Linked DNA regions of Gossypium hirsutum: region 1 is linked to region 2. A link is a contact called in public Hi-C data. All regions are on one chromosome and are shown on one strand. The core of a region is the stretch at or near the end of the contact, and the rest is flanking DNA. Distances in the headings are between cores, read along the strand shown.

Region 1 (4,831 bases), core at 487-2,986, 210 kb after region 2:
TTTTATTAAAGTTGGAATTTAATCTTGTATCCAAATATGATAAACTATGGGTTCAGGTTCTCCAAGAAAAATACTGGATAATGAAAAAGGCATCCAAAAATATAGCGCAAGGAAACTGTTTAGCTATCTGGAGAGTCATTGTTAAGGTATGGCCTTTATTGCGTGAAAACTTAGTTTGGTCTGCAGGAACTGGGAACTCTATACGTTGTTGGAAGGACCCTTGGATACCTAATTTAGGTCTTTTGATAAACTATGTACCTACTCATAATAACCTTATATCAAATAATTTGTTGCATGACATGGTAACTAGAGATGGGGTCTGGAATCTGAACTTGTTTAGAGTATGGTTGTCGAAGGATATTATTCAAAGAATTGTTAGTATTCCCCCTCCGTATTTCTTTGTAGGGGAAGATAGAATTAATTGGATTAGCACTTCCACTGGGGCTTTTATAGTGAAAAGCGTGTATAGATCACTTTGAGAGAGTTCTTGGCATACTAAAGATAGATGGTAAAAGGTTATTTGAAAGTTTTTGGGACCTCAACGTATTCAACTATTTTTATTGTTAGTCTTCAAACAACACTTTCTAACAAATATGGAGCGATTAAGGAGGAGTATCGCTCAACAGTTACGAAGGATACATATGAGATTACAATATATACAACATTAGAGGATAAGGCACATTCCAAGGGAGAGGAACCAAGTTGCAGATCGTATTGCAAAAATGACCACGACAATAAGTACAAATATGCAAGTGTTTGAAGACATTCTTGAAGATCTACCACTTGTTCTTGAAATTGATAGAATTGTCAATTTTTGATCATGTTAGCTTAATATAGTTAGTATGTTTTCCACACAAAAAATATTTCTTTTAAATTTATTTAATAATGAATATATGTGAAGTCGTAATAAAATTTTATTATAATACTATTAAACACATGTTCGATTCTTGAGTTGGTAATGTGTAATTCTTTTATTTAAAAATGATATAAAAGTATGAAAAAGACAAATGTATCATCATAATAATATTAATTATAATTTAAAAGAATAGGTGTTTTTTTAATTTCATGAATGAGTTGGTGACCAAATTAAAGGTGACACCTAGATAGATAATTATGTTATATTTCTTTAATTTCATTAATGAGTTGGTGGCCCAATTAAAGATCACAGAATATATTTTTGGTATAAGATAAAAAGATAATTTATTTTAGGTCGTATTTAATCAATTTATGACTAGCAACAACTAAACAATTTTCTATCACACTTGAAAATATGTGGTACCTAGTAATACGAATAATAAAGAAATAAAATAAAAAAAAAGTTGAATGATTCAACTTTGGAAAGAAAAGCTCACGTCCAAAGTATATTAAACTCAAATCTCTATCCTTTACAATGCTAACCTAATTCTAAGTAAAATAAAAAGGCTAAAGCAAAATTCAATTTTTAAACTACTAATGAAAATACAACTCTTAAATAAACTACCATAATCAATCAATCTAATTACAATATATATCTAATAAATAAATATAAAGCTTAGTTAAAATTTTAAATTATTTAACGAGTATTTAAACTTGTAAAAATAAGGACAAAGTTGAACGGACAACTTAGTTTATTTATATTATATTCATGTTCACTTTCTTATGTGTTAATTAAATAAATCATGTATGAATAATGTTTCTAATTCTAACGAAATGAGAGTTAGCTCAAAATACATGTGTTGTGTATAAGCCCAAATTAGGCCTCTTTTCTCATTCACACCACATGCTTTGCTATCCTGCACCATTCTTCACACACTCTTCCATTTGGTCCAGTCTTTTTAGATTTGGTTATATTGAACTTGAGTTTTAAATTTCTAGTCAAAATAAATTTTATTTTATGGTTTTTAAATATTATTCGATAAACTTTCAAAATATATTTTCTATAAAATTATATTTTCAAAGTAAATAAAATCCGACCATATCAATTCAAATCCTACTCCTACGAAATCAATTGCATGTGGTTTTCAATCTCATTTTCCAAGAAAAAAGACCGGCCTGCTTCACAAAGCCCAAAGTCATCACCTTTCCTCTACATTCTCAGATATTAAAAGTGGCAAGTGTAAGGTGTTTACTTTAGTGGGCATAGCAACACACTTTAAGCCAGCTGATCAACAAAATATACAATACCGCCATTAAACCAGCCCAGTTTGTTGCTCATTTGAAGGAATTAACTATTAAGCCACCTTTAAGCTTCAACACCAATGTCATCAAAATATTCATCCAAAATCTATTCAGCCTCTAACTAATGGAATGGAAGAACACCCTACACAGGTCACCAAGAAAGGGCAAATGGTGAAAAATTGCTCAAGAAAACTTTTATTTTTAACTTCTAAGTTTTTTACTTTTTTCTCTTTCTATGTTATATCAAATACTTACAAACTATTTATAGACTATTATCCTTAAAAAAATTGAAAATATTAAAATCTAATAATAGCCAACCAATGACTCTGGACCTTTCATTCTCCAAATAAAAAAAATTCTAAATTAAACCCATTAAAATCATATTTAACGTTTAATCAATAAAACTCCCCCGTAAACTTAAATGCTTCTCCCATCCTTCATGCTGATTAATTTCTTACAGTTGTCAAGTAGTGCCATCAATAGCGGTTTCGTGAAGATATCTACAACTTGGTCCTGGCTTACCACGTGCACTAATTTCACACTTCCTTCCTTTACATGATATCGGATGAAGTGAAAACGAATGTCAATATGTTTGCTTCTCTCATGATTCACTGGGTTCTTTGCTAACTCAATTACTGATTTATTCTCAACTGGTATCTCAGTCGCACCGAGTTGTTGTTGCTCCAACTCGTCTAACAAATTTCTGAGCCATATAGCATGACACACACACCAAGATGCTGCCACATATTCAGCTTCACATGTCGAGAGTGTCACAATTGGTTACTTCTTTGAAAGCCAAGTAAACACCGTGTTACCTATAAAGAACACATATCCCGATGTACTTTTTCAATCGTCTAAGTCTCCGTACCAATCACTATCAAAGTACCCAATGAAATTGTAATCTCTTACATTTGAATAGAATAACCCGAGTGACATTATTCCTTGGATGTAACATAGGATTCGCTTCAACACCTTCCAATGTGAATAAACCGGCTCCTTCATGAACCGACTTACAATGCCAACACTTAGCGAAAGATCAGACTTTGTACAAGTGAGATAGCTAAGACTTCCCACCAAACTTCAGTATTTGATCGCGTCAACTCGTTCTCCTCAATTGAATTTCGAGAGTTTTACACCTGGTTCCATTGATGTTGATACCGGTTTGCAATATACCATATTGTATTTCTTCAAAATTTCCTTTGCATATGTCTCCTATGACACAAAAATACCTGTCTCTTCTTGTCTTACCTCTAAACCAAGGAAAAACTTCATCAATCCAAAATCTGTCATCTTGAATTCCTTCATTTCTCTTCAAGAAAAGGGCATATTCATAGGGACATTGTTTGAACCCGTTCTCTTTGAAGTATGTATCAATACATATTCCATGCCCCTGGTGCTTGCTTCAACCCGTAAAGTGTCTTCTTCAATTTCAGCACCTTCTTCTCTTCTCCACTTTTCATGTACCCGGATGGTTGTTTGATGTAGACTTTTTTTTGAGCACACCATTCAAGAATACCGAGTTGACGTCCATTTGAAATATCGGTCATTTGAATTAAGCCACTTGTGAAAAGAGCAATCGGATTGTCTCCATTCTTGTAACGGGAGCAAACATCTCGTCATAATCGATTCCCTCATTTTGTTTGTATCCCTTTGCAACAAGTCACGCCTTGTACTGTTCTATCTCGCCTTGAGCATTTATCTTTCTCTTGAACACCCATTTCACACCAATGGGCTGACTTCTTTTCGGCAACTCCATTAACTCCCATGTGTTGTTGCGGTTAATTGCTTTAATCTTCTCGTTCATGGCAGTTTGCCACTTATTGTCTCGCACCGCACCGCCTCTTCAAAACTTATATTCTCAGAATCTGCCAAAAGACATACAATGTGTACTTAATTTGTTGAATCATACAAATCTTGCAAACTTTGCATTTTGGGTTGTTGCGGTTCATCTTCATCATCGATAGTTTTAGGATTTGTCGGTATGATTGTTGGTGTAGTGGTTGATGATTCTCCATATTTGATGATGACCTCCGTTGAGTTATTCCAATCCCACTTGCTTGCTTCATTAACATGTACATCACGACTCACCACAACCTTCTTGCTTATCGAGTCGAGTAGCTTGTATCCATTTTTTTCACATCATACCCAATAAAAATAAATCTTTTGCTTTTGTCTTCCAGCTTCGTTCTTCGCTGATCCAGCACATGTACATAGGCCTCACTACCGAATACTTTGAGATGAGAAACTGTCAGTTTTTGTCCGCTCCATGCCTCTTGTGGTGTTTGATCATTCAACTTCACATGTGGACAACGATTTTGCATATAGATGGCACATTGCATGGCTTTGGCCCAAAATTCCTTCGGCATCTTCTTGCTCTTGAGCATTGACTGAACCATGTCGAGAACAGTATGGTTCTTCCACTCTGCCACACCGTTTTATTGGGGAGAGTACAGTGCGATTAGAAATCGTCTTATGCCTTGCTCCTCATAATACTCCATGAAAGTCGTGGAAGTATACTCGCCACCTCTATCGGATCGTACAAATTTGATGTGTCTACCAGTTGCCTTTTCCACCATTCTACTTTGAACTTTTTGAACACCTCGAACACCTCGGATTTTTCTTTCATAAAATAAACCCATGTTTTTTGTGGGAAATCATAGATAAAGGAAATGAA
Region 2 (4,515 bases), core at 53-2,552:
AAAAAAAATTTTAAGTAGAACTTGTAAAAAAAAAACCAAGAAGATGAAAAGAAAAGAAGGTATAGTTTAGGTTAAAGTGAAAATGTAGTTTAGGTTTAAGTGAAAATGTATTCATTGTACTTGTATAGCATATAGTTCAAATCCAAAATAGGTGGGAATTGTGTATACATACTTTGGTGAAAGGCCCAAAGCTGTAAGAGGTAACAAAATATATGCATCACAAGTTGAGGAGCACTTAAATATTTTTCATAATAGGCCCACTTAAATTTTAGCCCCAGATGGGTTGGATATCAATTCCCATCTCTATAACTTGTACCATTTTATTAAATTCCAATTCCAATACTGTTTTAACCTTTTTCTTTTCCCTCGAAAGTTGTTGTTTGGGTACATTTTACAACTTACTTTCATATCACTTTTTGATATCTCTTGACTTAAAAGGGTCCGTAACTTTTTCATTTTTGTGGAAATCCCCCAAAGAGAAAAAAATGGTGAGATCTGACTTAGGAAGCTCAAGTGTTTTTCGTCTTCATCAACAAAACACGCTACGAACATTCTAGAAATTCATCATAATACATAATAGTAGTAATTTATTTTAAAATTAATTGATGTTTTGATTAAAATGAAAATTTGAATCTTGTAATACTTTATAAAGATAAGTTATAAATTGTTTTGTTAAAATAATAGGATTTTAATCTTGATACTTAATTAAGAATCCATTATTTTAACTCTTTTTGAGTGAAAAGGAATTATTAGTTTAATTTAATTTAATTCTACTCGAATTTAAATTATTAAGATTTTTTGAAGAGTAAAGCAAGTTTTGAAATGTAACAAAGACAAAACTTATTTTTATCCTAAACCAAACAATAGCTTTCTTCTTCAATATTATAATCATACGACGTTGCTTTAACCACCAAAGCTCGGCCAAAAAGGCAACTATTTGGTACAAATATCCAAATCAAAAGGCTTAGCTTATTTTAATAATAAACAGTAATATATACAGAAAAAGCATGCTTGTTAGACTGTTAAACCGCCCACGCGGCCGACCAAAATTAATCTAATATTTTTAAGGGCTTTTTTAAAACCCCCAATTATCCCCATTAAATTAATACTACTGCTACTGTCAGTTGACTCTTTTTGCACCGAAAGATACAAAAGTTGCATACACTGCCTTTTTATCTCTTGTATACGTGTACCCTTTTTATAATAAAATAAAGCAAGAATTCTTCCACTCAACTCGACACGTGTCTTGATCTGTACACACCCTCAGAAAGGCCAAAACCAAAACGTGTCTATCGCCTGAATGATTCACAAGTGTCGAAAATCCATTGCCTTGTTTTCAACTTTGTCCAAGACGAAAGGCCCTTTTTAGAGGGTGGTGAGGACCCACTTTTAATTTTGTTGGAGCTGACGTGGATAGACGACGCGTTTTAAATTAAGCGAGGCTTAATTTTTAGATTTTGTGAAGCTGAGCTGGAATGATTGCAGAGCGTTTTAAAAATAAATATGTCCAATAGCAGCAGGCCACGTAAGAAAATGACTATAAACCTACTTTTTTTCCTTCTTCTTTCTTTTACATATACATTAGAAATTAGTGTATTCTTGCTTTTCCCTCTCTCTTTTTTGGATTTTTATTATATTTGATTTTAGAGTTTGGGTCAATATAATATACAAAGAATTGAATCATAGTCATGGAACCCAAAAAAGTAAAGGAAAGGCTTTGATTTTTTTATTTATAATCATATAAGCTTTGGGTCGAACTTATCGCTTAGGCTGTTTAATCAACCTTAATCTTTTATTTTAAGAAAAATTCGATTAAGCTAAATTGATTTCTTAATCGAATTAAAATCAGAATATAATACAATTTAAGACATTAAGGACTCATAGTTCCAAGATTGCCATCACTCATTTGCTAGCTTTATTATGTTTTAGTTCCAATTTTTGGTGTATGGAGTACAAGTAGTTTGTTTTAGTATTTTAGCTGTGTTATATATACTTATTATATAATCATAATTAAGTTATTGCAACATGCTAATTGAAAAAAAATTATTTTTTTCCTTTTAGATGATAACTTAAATTATAATAATTTTTTTTTATCTTTTCATATATTTATATAATTTTTAAATGAATTAACGACAAATTTATATATCCAAATATCAATCATGTGCTGATAATATTTATATGCAATTTTTTTATCACTCTACTTATAATAATTATTAAATAAATATTTTCACATAAAATATTTCTTCTGCTCGAATAAAATAATGTATTAGAAAAAGTTTAAAATGTTAATTCAATTAATTAAAAATAAACCTAAATTCATTTTAAAGTCAAATCAGATGTTATAGATTAAGAATGAATGGAAGTTGGGTTCCGTTATGAATGAAACCATATTTATGAAATCAAATTGGATTTTAATTGAAAAAAAAAACATGGTTTGCTCTAAAAAAGAAAGACAAGTATTTTCAATCTCTAAATATTACATGTGAATGAAGTAAATCTATTAATTAAGCGCAACCTTCATCTACCTCCACCCTTTTGCCCTTTTCTTATTTATTTATTTGGTTTTTTGTTTTTTGTAATCACCTTTTAGATTTTAGTTTTATTATATGAAATTTTTACCTTAGTGTGATTTCTTTACGATTGTAGAATATTATTAATTCATATTTGTGAGAAATTATATAAGAAAAAAACCTTTTCAAAAATAATCTAATTTAATTTTAACATTTAAAACTTCACTATAACTTATTTTTCAATTATAAAACAAATTGTTTTATACTTCTATATGGTATAGTTTAAATAATATTAAGACTAAAGACTAAATATGCAAAATATATAATGACAAAGTTGGAAATTTATTTTAGAATTATACATTTTAAAAGAGTTAAAGTATAATTTTATTATTATATTTAACTTATTATTTCGAAATTTTTAGAAGAATTAAACTAAAATTTTATTATCTTGAAAGGGACAAAGTGCAATTATAAGAGACTAAAATAAAATTATATCATTTTGGTAGAGGCCAAACCTTTTCCTACTCCATCAATGTCTAAGGTTGTTGCATTGATTAGATCGAAAATCAGTTGGTATATCAGTTCGAAGCAAGCAAAGTAATTGGTAGTTCCTAAATCGGTATGAATTAATTGAATCGGAGGAAAAAAAACTTATTGACTTGACGGTTGAATTGGTTGAATTGAGTTATATATGTTGACGCCATTTTTTTTTTTTTGATTGAAAAACGGGGTCAACTTGGGTTTTGAAAAATGAAACGGGAGTCGCCACCAATCCTTTTTTATGAGGTGTGATTGGATCACCTCGAAAAGTGGTTGTTTTTAATAAACGGTTTGATTTTATTAAAACAACAAGTTTGGTCCGCGAAATTCAGAAAACGGGTTCGGGAGTCGGTTACGCACGAGGAAGGATTAGCACCCTCGATACGCCCAAAATTGGTACCTTAGTTGATTACTTAATGTCGAAAATTGAAAACTTAGAAGAATTTAAAAAATACGATCCTTGTATTAAAACGTTGAAAATTTTTAGGAAAAAGGGCATATTTCACATTATTCGAGAAAGAGAATCATATCCAGTAAGTTAGAATACAATGTCTCAAATTCCCAATACGTGAATGAATGCCAGAATTTTACTTATTTAAAAGATATTTTATTATCTCGGGTTTAGGAAAGGGATCATGCCCAGTAAATTAGGACACGATCTTTTCTTAATTCCCGAGATCGTTTCAAAACTTGAGTTTGAAAAGATTAGTGTATTTAGATTTATTATGGAAATCGAAACCCAGTAAGTTAGGGTACGATCCTCTCGAATCTAAACACAAAATATCATTTTTTTTAAACAAATTTTATTATCGAGTGAAATAAAAACATGAAGTCGTAGTAAAAAATGTGAAAGCAAATTACATTGTTATACATGACAAAATCATAATGAATACAAAAGTGTAAAAATGATACGAGCAATAGCAACAATATAAAATAAATAAAAGTCAAACCTACAATCATATAAAATAACAATGTATATAAACAAATAAATTAAACATTCGTTCAAAATAATAATGAAAATGAAATAAATAAATAGTGAATACAATTAAAATGTAAAGGGATATATATATATGTATAGACAAAAAATAAAATATGTGTGTATTCATAAATTACAATATATATAAAGTATATTTTAAAATATAAAGAAGAAAAATATGCATATATATAAAAATATGTATATATATATAGGTGTATAAAATTATGGAATATGAAAATAATGAAATGCATATATAAAGTAGGCGCATAAAAATATGTATGTACAAATTAAAGTTTAAAAATAATGAAAATATACATACGTATACAAATAAATACGTTAATTTATATATATATGTTTAAAATATATTGAAAATATGTATATATGTCTATGCAAATTAAGATATACAAAAATATATAAATACATACATATAAATATATATACTTATAAAATAAAAATATGTATATGTATATAGATATATATAAAAAGAAA

What was found. A called contact is a pair of places that touch in the nucleus more often than the background predicts.
Region 1: a contact with region 2 is called in a Hi-C map of leaf, with 2.4 times the contacts expected there. The contact joins two enhancer-like sites. A contact is called at or near these places in 2 of 34 Hi-C or Micro-C datasets (both in leaf).

The regions. Positions count from the first base shown.
Region 1 is chrA12:98,157,970-98,162,800 of Gossypium_hirsutum_v2.1, forward strand. No RefSeq gene overlaps it. Among protein-coding and RNA genes, the nearest start is that of LOC121211032, 4.7 kb to the left of the region's middle. Within about 2 kb of position 1,737, at least 2 of the 9 cell types and tissues checked have an H3K27ac peak or open chromatin away from gene starts, as enhancers often do. A contact at or near this core is called in leaf, where this site is marked.
Region 2 is chrA12:97,946,344-97,950,858 of Gossypium_hirsutum_v2.1, forward strand. No RefSeq gene overlaps it. Among protein-coding and RNA genes, the nearest start is that of LOC107934268, 33 kb to the right of the region's middle. Within about 2 kb of position 1,303, at least 6 of the 9 cell types and tissues checked have an H3K27ac peak or open chromatin away from gene starts, as enhancers often do. A contact at or near this core is called in leaf, where this site is marked.